Linked DNA regions of Astyanax mexicanus: region 1 is linked to region 2. A link is a contact called in public Hi-C data. All regions are on one chromosome and are shown on one strand. Each heading gives the region's core, a stretch centred on a gene start, on an enhancer-like site or on the middle of the called end of the contact. The rest is flanking DNA. Distances are from core to core; before and after follow the strand shown. Region 1 holds the start of bag4 (BCL2 associated athanogene 4). Region 2 overlaps grk5l (G protein-coupled receptor kinase 5 like).

What was found. A called contact is a pair of places that touch in the nucleus more often than the background predicts.
Region 1: a contact with region 2 is called in a Hi-C map of blood, with 2.8 times the contacts expected there. The contact joins the promoter of bag4 here to the enhancer-like site in region 2. A contact is called at or near these places in 3 of 3 Hi-C or Micro-C datasets (blood and muscle).

What each region holds. Positions count from the first base shown.
Region 1 is chr12:32,068,904-32,074,515 of AstMex3_surface, forward strand. bag4 (BCL2 associated athanogene 4) reads left to right here and starts at 2,226. Exons shown (of 5, transcript XM_007247113.4): 1 at 2,226-2,726; 2 at 4,141-4,266; 3 at 4,540-4,734; 4 at 4,904-5,170. The coding sequence starts at 2,592. It overlaps lsm1 (LSM1, U6 small nuclear RNA associated), which reads right to left and starts at 1,378. Exons shown (of 4, transcript XM_007247114.4): 1 at 1,216-1,378; 2 at 526-594; 3 at 1-40. The coding sequence starts at 1,261.
Region 2 is chr12:31,985,316-31,991,352 of AstMex3_surface, forward strand. grk5l (G protein-coupled receptor kinase 5 like) reads right to left here. Exons shown (of 16, transcript XM_007247104.4): 12 at 6,010-6,037; 13 at 5,288-5,425; 14 at 5,040-5,177; 15 at 2,442-2,573; 16 at 1-632. The coding sequence ends at 549. Among protein-coding and RNA genes, the nearest start is that of LOC125806077, 13 kb to the left of the region's middle. Within about 2 kb of position 2,481, the one cell type or tissue checked has an H3K27ac peak away from gene starts, as active enhancers do.

The DNA of each region.
Region 1 (5,612 bases), core at 976-3,475, 83 kb after region 2:
ACGTGGATACGTTCCACTGTTTGATGCAAAACTAAATTTGCTGTTAAAGAGAACAGAGATCAAATATTAACAACCTGTTAATGAATAACATACAACTGACAAGGATGGGCAGAACAATACTGATGCAAATAAACTTCAAATACTGACCGTGCTGCTAATGCAGTGAGATCATTTGTTATTCGGTAGTTAGCACCATGGCTTTATATTCTATGCACCCTCAAGCAGTTTTAAAATAGATGTACCATATAATATAGATCAGTGCATCCATGCTAAAGGCAGGTTACCACTTCATTGTGAAAGGGCATCGAATAAAAGTGAAGCATGGAACAACTTAAACGATGTCCAACTACTGCCAAGCACACCTAACGCCTCTTAATCCAACTCTGAGGAACTTTAGTAAGCTCATTTTAATGGGTGTCAGTTCAGTGGGAAACACTGGTGTACATATAAATATATTATACTGATCATACTGAGTGGTTCACTTGGATCTGTTATTTTACTTCACTGAACACTGGATCTACTTACCAAACTGATCTATACTTCTGAGGATCCCAATCAGTGTTCTCCCATCTCTGAGCAGAACAAGGTGCTTTTCTGGAAGAAAAACAAAAACAGATCAGACAGACAGAAAGCTTATTTGCTTAAAAGACATTTATACAGTTTCATGCAACAACAAAACTGGCAAAATAAGTCACACAAAACAGCCTTCCTTGGATTTGTTATGTCATCCTAAGAATTCATAAAGAGCTAGTTCAATGTTCGCCAGCTCCAGCTGTGTTATATTTAACTTTTAGCATTTTAGCAAGTCTATAAAGGTTTAATTTGCAAGTACTTAAGTGGTTGTAGTTGTTAGCGATCTAGCTAGCTATCTAATGGCCCAAACCCTGAAGACCACCTCCAGGTTCATCTTGGGAGGAATGAGGTGTAGAGAAAAAAAATACAATATGTATAAATTGTACACAGTTCGTGGTCAGAAACGCAAGATTAAACACACTTAGATTATCTTTAGCAGTAAGAAAGTTTAAGATAGCTAATTGCTTTAAATTTCCACTCCACCTTAAATAGGGCAGCAGGTACATTACTGTGCTAGCTGGACTCAGAATATAATCACTGCACCATTTAAGGTGGACCGAACAATTCCAATTACAACGCAGCTATTTGGAGTTCCAGCGGCTTTAGGCTGGGTAGTAAAGCCCAGCGGAGCTTTTAACTTACTGTCGATGTCCTCAATGAGGCTGGCGGTGCCTGGCATGTAATTCATCCTGCAGACATGCGGGGAGTTTAAAGCACAAAAAACCTAGAGACAGTGTGATATCAAACCTCCTGGCACCCAAACTAACTACAGCAGCAGCGCTCTTATAGCACAGCTTCCGGGGCACGCTCACCCCTTTAAAGGGCCCACTCGCATTTTATAAAACAAATCTTTTTACAAAAGATATGTTTTATATTCGTTTTTGAGATTTTTTTTGCAGTTTTATTTATATGTAATGTTAATTTAAACGCACCATGCATTTTTTTTTATCATTTATCTATAAGCTTAATAATTATTTTAATTATTATGCTTTTATTTTGTAGTGCTTTCTTCCCACGTATTTATTTATTAGAGATTTTATCTGTTATTTCCTTTGTAACTGTTATTTATTTATTTATTTATGTTCATTTACTATGTTTGTGATCTATTTCTGTTTAATCCTTTAGCTGTATTTTACATTTTGCTTCACTCCAACTGATTTGGAAGCTACCGTCTCAAGAACAAGGTTGTCAAAATACAGTAACTTTAACAATTAAATGTTGAATCAGAGCTTATGACAGAAATTATAGTTACAGATAAAAAATAAACAAACTAATTTTGATTTTACAAAATCATAATCATACATAAAATAAGATATCGTTTACTTTATAATATAGAACTCTCTAAAAAAAAAGAGTATCAATATATTTTGTATTTCAAATTTATAAATACATTTTGTACCCCTGACAAGGCACAGAAACATCTTAACATCTAAACATATCTCGAAATATCACGGAATAACAAATATATAATTTTAAGTATGTCATTTATCCTTGGGATTTGTATTATTTATGCAGAAAATATATTTTACAATATTTTATCCAATTAATTTTTTCAAAAGCAAAGAGTTATATTATATTTTTAATGCTTCGATTCGATTGATTAAAATACATATAAAGCAACGTACATTGTAACCCAGCTTGTGATTGGCTAGCTCGTTTTTGTGCACATTGTGATTGGCTAGATATTCCTGTCCCTATTTGTGATTGGCTGCTTGCTTTTTTCTGTGACAGTCAGCAGCACTTTGCTGTTATGCGTGAATATGTTTAATTAATTGAACTGTAGAGCTAAAGAAGGATATCAGTAACGCGCTTTTACAATAATTTTTGCCATAAAAAATATATATATGAATACGTTATAAGATTTAAATAAATATTTAATTGCTCAGGTCAGGCTACAGCACCGCGCAGATTCAGTCACACTGCAGCTACACCCGACACGATGGCGAGAATGATGGGTTAATGAATTAGTAATAATAAAAATAATCATATTAATACCAATAACGTGCTGTTAGCAGTGGATGGCCTACGACTCAGCCGGAGCGGAGAGAAGCGGGGAGGCGGCGTGGCTACTGCAACAGCAGCGGCACATGCAGCAGCCGAAAGCGGGCTGGAGCCCCGGGTACAACCCGGAGAGCAGCTGGAGCGGAGCGATGGTAAGAACCGGGGCTAGGCTAGGCTAAGCTAAGCTAAGCTAAACTACGCTAAGCTAAGCTGTGTTTGACACCAGTGTATCATTCATACAGAAGCAGCTTAACGTTTTATTTACATTTAATACAAATGCATCTTAATAATACACGGTTTTAATTCACTTTGTGTAAAAGTTTACGCAGCTGACTTTGAGCAAACTGTGCCGTCCTATTCAATTAGCTTTAGCATAGCATCTCTTACCAGCTATTGCCAGCACTTCAGTTACTAACCTTCACTTAAACTGTAGTAGCGTTGACATGTTAACCTAGTGTGTTTTCTATGTAGTTAGCTAGCTCACATAAATATACAACCCTGATTTACTTTGCAGAGAGATGTTCGTTTTATTGCCTAAGTTTGTAGTTTAGTTGAATAAGTTATCAGACCGGCCATTGCTGGCTTTGGTCAGCAAGTTGGTTATCTAGAGAAACAGGACTTATTGCGTAAAATTAGGTGGCCTTTATACAAGCAGTTAGCTATAGCTAGGTTTGCTAGTGTGTTTGGGTTGTTAATAAAAGTTGGATATCCTAAATTATCCCATTTTCTGCATAGCAGCGATATAATACTGTCAGAATTTACCAAATGTATCCCTACACTACTGGTAAAGTTGTAACCTAAGTGCACCTTATCTTCAGTGTTGGAGAACCAAAGCTTCCTGAGTGCTTCTGTTCTGTACTGAAATAATGCCTTTCAGATCTGATACCTATTTTTATTTCTATACAGTTAGCATAAAGAAACCTTTACTATGTCGGCTTCGTTGTTTTTTAATTGATTAAAACAGTCACACTTAAAATAAATTTCAATTCTTTACAGCAAATGTTGTCATAGAGCAGCTCTGCAGAGATCTGGGTCCAAAAGTGACTGCAGAATGAGTGGTCAAATAGTACTTTATTATTTCAATTTGTGCTTATTGTAAAAACAGGTCATGTATTATAAAAATCTGAGTAACTGCAGAACACATGCTAAATATTAGTACTGATGAAAGTGGTGTCCATAAGTCCTTAAAGGCTGAACAGTCCCATGCTGTCATGCAGAATCATCCTGCTGTGAAAGAATAATAGCCAGGGTTTAAAAGCAAAAAACAGGGAAAAGAGATAGCAGGAACAAAAATAACATCATAACAAACAAAGGAAAATTCGCAGAATATGGGAAATTGCCATGCAAGTAGTGGCATCAGCCTTAATGATGTACCAACATTGAGGAGAAAACAAGAGGCAGCTTATAATATGGGCTAGAGAAGGATAAACATATGTACAGTTAATGTAAAAGTAATGTTACAAAATAATTTGTATTATTTCTTCAATTCAGCCATATGGTGAACCACTAATATAGTGGTGACAACTACTATAGGACTAACATCATGTAATTTCTGCTTTACGGCAGGACTCTAATCCATATTGTGGCTATCCACCAAACTACTGGTACCCTCATTCGCATACTGCTGGACCGTATAGTAACACATACCCCTCTGGAGCAGAGGTCAATGGACAAGCACCGTACAATCCCCAGGTACAGTACCACATCTTCCTTCTTGTCTTAACACAGTGCTTAAAGTTTTTTTGCAGATTCACACTGGATAAAAAAAAATACACTGACTAATGCACTGATTAATACTGACATAAAATCATGCTACAATTATTGCCTTCATACTGTTAAAATTACACAGACTGCAGATTCATAGTAGATTAATTGTATTAGAGTAATACTAATTATATTAGAGTATTAAAGGTGTTTGGTATATATACTTTTTATGAAAATCAAACTGCTGTGCCTTTATTTCAGGCAATGTCAGGCTATCCCAATGGGGTGTACAATCCAGGACAGTACTCAGCCAATATGATGCACCCATCCAATCCGTTCTACTGCAGTGAGCAGATTCCTCCACGGCAACCACCTCAGTATCATAATCAGGGCTGCGCTGATCGGCCCGCGGGGAATTCTACTCAGCCTCCCTATGCTGTACCGCATTGCCAAGGGGTAGGTGATGATCCACTATTTAACCTTTTATGTTTGCTCATGTTTTTAGTGGTATCATTCGTTATATCGTATAGTAAAGGTCACAGCTTTTGATATGACTGGCCAGCTAAACACATACGTTTTTAAGGTTTAATAGTACAGCCTCTGTTCTTGTTCACTGTTCTTGCAGGGTCCTGGATATCCCCCTAATTCGTACCCACACTATGGAGATGGATGCCCCTCCAACCCTGGGTATCCCACCCAGCAGGCCATGCACTCAAGGCCCCAGCCTGAAGCCTGGCCCCATTCAGGCGGATATGGGCCAACACAGCCTCAACAGCAGTGGCAGCCTGGCACCCAGCCAGCTCACGGGCCATACGCTAACCATGCTAACCACGTCCGACCTCCACATCCTCCACCCTGGCAGGGGCCTGCGCCACCTCCATATGAACATAAGGTATCCAAGCTGTCTGTACATTAACTCGTCATTTTATAGCATTGATGGTCAGCAAAGAGTGGGTTTAGGTTCAGTTCTGGTCTGTGTGTCAAACTGACTAAAATCAGGCTCACAAATGTGAATTTTCTGAACCACAGAATGGAACTGTAGTATTGGAATGTATGTTTACTTGTGTGTTTGTGTCTCTGGTGCTTTTTTGTGAGCAACCATGATTTTTATGTTTAGCTTCTATTCTTGTTGCTTTACAGTAGTATCTTTAGGCTAGTTTGTTTCAAAGCTGTTTTGTTGTTTTGTATAGTAGGTGGTTGCTAAGGTGATGCTCAGTAGTTGTTTCGAAGGGTGGAGTTATGGCATCACAGATTGCTTCCAAGGGTGTTGCTACCATTTTTTTTACTGCTGTATGAAATAAGATGAACAAAGATTTTAATCTTGTTGCATGCAC
Region 2 (6,037 bases), core at 1,231-3,730:
AGAGGAAGAGGAGGAAGAAGAGGAGGAGGAGGAGAAGGGAGAGAGTGAGTGCCTGTGTTAGTGAGTGTGTAGAGTGTCTTCAGTTCATGTTAACACTTTTTCCCTCCCAAACGGAAGGGCTGGGAAAAAAGCCCCCTTCCCATTCCCTGTGGAGGCCTCTCTTTTTTCAGTAAAATCCCCTGAATAATAAGAGTTTAATATTCCGTCATTGTCAGTGGCTCTTTTTATTTTCTGGTCCAGCAATCCTGAGGGAGCATGAGGTGAGGGGTAAAAGTTCGCCTTTCGTAAAAAAAAAAAAATTACAGGAAAAAGAAAAAGAGGTCTCTTTCGTCTCAAAAGCAGAGTTGTTTCGTCTCCTGCCCTCCAGCGTGCCGCGAATGGTTAGTGTTGGCGGCCTAGACCAGGACATAAAAACAAATCCTCTTCCATGCTGTAAAGACCAGCCTGTGCAGGACAGGAGGAGTTTCTCTCTGTTAATTTTTTTCCACTCTTTCTCTTTATATCACTCGTTCTATCTTGTTCCCTGTAGTCCCGCAGGCATCTGTCCACTAGGGGGCAGAGTTTGACACTGAGTCAACAGAGTTGACGCTGGAAGACGAGACTCGGCTGTGAGCGATGGCCGCCTCTGGATGCTGCAAAGAGAATAAGGGAACGAAAAAGACAAAGCAGAGAAGAAGTGTTATTTTCAGGGTTTGATTTTCAACATGTTTCTCAAATCCTGTGTTATTGCCCTCTTCCACCAAAAAAATATATATTAAATTACACACTTTTCCTTGTTTTTGGAAGCCTGAGGGTTAAGCCTTTTTGGTTTTGCACTGGAGCGCTGTCTAAATGATTAAATATAAAACTTGTCAGAAAACACATGATTAAGTATATTAGATATAAGTATATTATAACTGAGATTACTGTATGATTTGGAAATAATGATAATTGTTGTACATAATGCTTTATTCCCCGCCACTTACATTAGCCTTGTAGCTCCAGTAATACACTGAACAAGCTAACTTTTTAACCAATACATCTTATCTACATTTGGGCTCAGAGGAGAAAGTGTAAATTTGATTTTAAAATTTTAAAGCTTGTGAATTCCCCCTTTCACACTTGCAGCATACTGCTGGGTCTCGCACAATTATATGGATCAAGAACATTTACAGAAAAGCAAAATGGGATTTGAATGGAAATGGGCTGCTTTTTGGGTTTGGAACCATTTTACTTGTATTTTATCCATTATAGGGATATTTGGATAGTCTACAGTAAAAATATTTGGTCTTTTATATACAGCTCTGGAAAAAAAAGAACACTTAAAAATTATTATTATTTCTTTGATTTTACCAAATTGAAAACCTCTGGAATATAATCAAGAGGAAGTTCGATGATCACAAGCCATCAAACCAAGCTAAACAGCTTAATTCTTTTGTCACCAGGAGTGGCATAAAGTTATCCAAAAGCAGAGTGTAAGACTGGTGGAGGAGAACATGCCAAGATGCATGAAAACTGTGATTAAAAAACTTTATGAATATGAACTTGTTTTCTTTGCATTATTTGAGGTCTAAATTTAAGCTCTGCATCTTTTCTGTCATTTCAGCCATTTCCCTTTTTCTGCAAATAAATGCTCTAAAAGACTATTTTTATTTGGACTTTGGAAAAAATATTGTCTATAGTTTATATGATTAAACAACAATGTTGATTTTACCTATAAATAGCAAAATCAGAGAAACTGATTCAGAAACTGGAGCGGTGTCTTAATTTTTTACACCGCAAAGAAAGACAAAAGTATTTTTTACTTCTACTTCTACTACTAAATATGACAGTAACAGTCTCTACTCTCCAGGGAAGGTGATAGAATAGAATGTTGGGCATTGCTTTGAGCATTTGCTTGCATTCAGCGACAAAAGCATTAGTGAGGTTAGGATGCTGGATGATCACACCACCCATCATTCCAAAGGAAAAGGTTTCAATGCTCCACAGCTAAATGCCCATATGTTCCTGTTTCTCTGTTCTCCTATTGTCCAATAACAATGGTCTACAGGGACTAGACAGGCTATGTGCCTGCATTTGCACATTTATGTGAGCAGTAGTTGCAACTTACTGCATAACTTACTTACAGGACACATAAGAATGTGGAATCCTTGTAGGTTTTATAATAAAGACACAGCAGTTATTTTTGCATTATGCAGTATAGGCAAAACATATCCATTAAATTTAATGTGGGATTAAAGAGATGGACCACTTATAATGAGTTTGACTTTAATGTAAGTGAAAGAAGCAAGAAGTGATCAGGTAAAAGCGTGAATAAGCGCACTGCTCTTGTTAAGGCTGGAGGGGTGGGTGGTGGTGTGTGGAGTGAAGGAGGGGTGTCCTGAGTGGGTGTTTGACCTGGTCTGTAGTTAACTATTGTGTTCTCTGGCCTGTTCCTCTGTGGGGGAGGAGGAGATCCTCACATGTCTCCTAAAGATCCTGTCCAGCAGGCTGCGCCGCGGTGGCTCCGGCGGCTGCGTCCAGTCCAGGTCAGGGGGTCGCGACCCCTGAGGCCCAAACACGTTAAGGTCACTAAAGCATTCTGTCTCTATCATCTGTGGAGAGAGGGAGGGGAAAAAATTGTAAATTTTAAATTATCAATAAGTCACTAACTATGCATACATCAGTCTATCTATCGGTCTACCAATAGGTTAATCTTCTGCTTGTCCGTCTCCACATCTATTTATCCATCCTTGTCTGTCTGTCTCTCCATGTATCCACCCATCTTTCAGTGTCTCTCTCACCATTCATATATTCTTCATTCTGTCTCTCTGTCCATCTATATATTCTTTAATCTATCTGTCTCTCTTAATCTAGGTATTCATCATTCTGTCTCTCTCCATCTACATTGTTCATTATATCTGTCTCTCTCCATCTATATATTCTTCATTCTGTCTCTCTCTCCATCTATATATTCTTCAATCTCTCAGTCTCTTTTACCATCTGTTTATTCTTAGTTCTGTCAGTCTCTATGCATCTATATATTATTCAATCTGTCAGTCTCTCTCCATCTATACATTCTTAATTTTGTCTCTTTCCATCTATATATTCTTAATCCATCCATCCATCATCATTTAGTCTGTCTGTCTTCCCATTCAACCCTTCATCCTTCTATCTGAGCCTGTCCCCATTCATTTCTGTCCAATCACATGTCTTTCTATCCATCCTTCAATTCTTCTGTCTTTCTTGATCCATCCATTTTCCATCTATCTATCTAACCACCTGTGTATCTCTCCGAAGATATATCCAACTGAGCGTCTGCCCATACTACATACTGTCTGCCCATCTCTCCATCCAACCTTCTATCTGTCGAGCCGGGTTGTGTGTGTCTGTGTGAGTGTGATCACGTCTCAGAATCAAAAGCTTGTTTACAGATCTTTCCTCAACAGGAAACAGACAACAAAGTTGAACTAACTGGATCCAGTCCTCTGAGTTTTCCTCTGTTGTTCCACTTCTCTTACTCCCTGTCTCTCTCTCCCTCTCTCCTGCTGCTGAATTCAGCTCCCAGCAACACAACCACTCTGCACTGTAAACAGCGCTATTGAAGAGCACAGTGTAGATACTGTGGAATTTACTGTTATTTCTCTGTGACCCCATAAAGCTGATAAAACAGGTACACAAAGCAGCACCCTACCTACAGTCTTACATTATTACATACAGCTCACTTAAAATGCACATAATATTCATGAATTTAGCTATGTAAGTGTTTAGTGAAAGAACTGTTTCTTCACATTCACATCTCTTTTACAATAAAGAGTGTGTACTGCACAAAACACTTACTATTCTTATTATTTTATTAATGTACTTTATATACATAATTAAGCTCAATAAAAGTCAGGGGAGGTCAGTATGTAATGTATTTTATCCCATTTTCTCCTAATTTACACAGCCCAAACCAGTAATTAGGACTCCCCTTATCACTATGGTGCCCCAACCCCAGGGGTGGTAAAGACTAGCACATGCCTCCTCCGATACATGGGAAGTCAGCCACCACCTGTTTTGGAACTGCTGCTGATGCAGCATTGCCGAGTAGCATCACAACGCACTCGATGGAAAGTGCAGCGACTCGGTTCCGATACAACAGCTCACAGATGCCTTGTGCGACATCACCCTTTGGAGTGATGTGGGGAGAGAGCGCCGAATTCGAACCAGCGAAATATGTAAATTGATCAACAAGTGTTATCTTGTGGGATGGATTGGGACCACCCACACCTGTGTAAGTTGTGAGGTGTTATCTTGTAAATGTGGTTCAGCACTGTTCAGCAAGTGTGTTCATGGCAATGCAAAGTGAATTGTAAGAGTTCGAGCAAGGCCTGAAATTGGGTGCACAATGGATAGAATAGGTATTTAAGATACCTTCCAACGGGGCAGTGTATGATCCATTGTCACACGTGTACCAGGAATACATCAATCAAGGAGGCATTACCACCCAGAGTGGACAGCACAATGGGTGGTAATGTTTGTGACTGGGGGCATCTGGCTAGAATTACCCTCGCAAAAGGACTTGAAGGCACACACACATTCTGCAGAGCAGTATAGTGTTTTTTTAGCTTCCATAAGAAAAGTCATGGGATATAATGATAAAATGTCCAGTCCCATGACATTTGGCATGTCAGGGTATCTCCAAAATGCAAGCTTTATAGCAAAAAAGAAAATTGTATACCAAGACAATCTGGAGCATTTCTATTGGTCTATTCATCACACAATGACCATTTAATGACCATTAGCAACATCTGTTGCACTGCTCCGTTTACAGATAGATCTTTACCTTGTATAATAAGTTTTTTATAGCCTTATATATTTCTATTCTTCTGTGTTTTAATTTATGTTTAGTATGTTTCTTACTGTATTATGTTGTTGCTGCTGGATGCCTACATTTCCTTCGGGATAAATAAAGTATCTATCTATCTACAACTTTAAAACACTGCAAGAAAAACTGCCACCCATCTTCACCTTTAGTGAAAGCATTCAGTCATAACATTATGAAAAAGAGTTTTACACACAACTATATCAGCACACACCTCATTCTGCCATGGGATGGAGACGCTGCCAGTGGCAAACTTGGAGTAGAAGTCATTGTCTGTTTGGTCCAGGTTAACGCCCTTAACAGTGGAAAACTGTTCAATGTCCAGAACGTCTTTACAGTAGACTGCCCTGGGCTGCAGAACACACAAACACACACACAAAAAAGATTAGATTTAATATTCTCAGCTTATATGATCAAATCAACTTTACTAAAAACAATAAGTGGTCTGATGTAGCCTCTCACATCAGGCACGAAGGAAGGTTCCAGAATGCCGGCCTCTAGTCTCTTGAAGTTGATGTTTTTGAAGAAGGGATGGGCTTTGACCTCTGCACCTCCTTCAGCCTGGCAGCCTAGCCTCTGCTTGGGGTCTTTGGCTAAGAGCTGCTCACACACACAAACACACACACACACACACACACACACACACACACACACACACACACACACACACACACACACACACACACACACACACACACACACACACACACACACACACACACACACACACACACACACACACACACACACACACACACACACACACACACACACACGTACGCATTAGCAACAGTCTTACTAGAAGGTAGCAGTGCATTGATTTTGAATTTGAATTTGCCAGTAAAATGAATAAAAACAATGATTATTTTCATTCATGTTTTACACATATTGTAATTGGCAATTTGGATTAACATGTAGCATACAGCAAAAATGTGAACAGTGTATTGCTTTATCTGTACTAAATGTATAGATTTTTTGGAGCAATGGTATACCAGTGAATCACAGTACACTCCCATAACCAATTCTCACATAAAGCTGCATAAATTACATTTAAACTGACTTCCTTAAACCTTTAAATATCCACAAACATGTTTTTGTAATTATTCTATGGCATCACTCAAATAACCCTTGTAATACCTTGATTAGTAGCAGTGTATAAGCAGTGTGTGTGTGTTTGCACTCACCATCCTGCAGATGGCTTTGGTGTCTTCT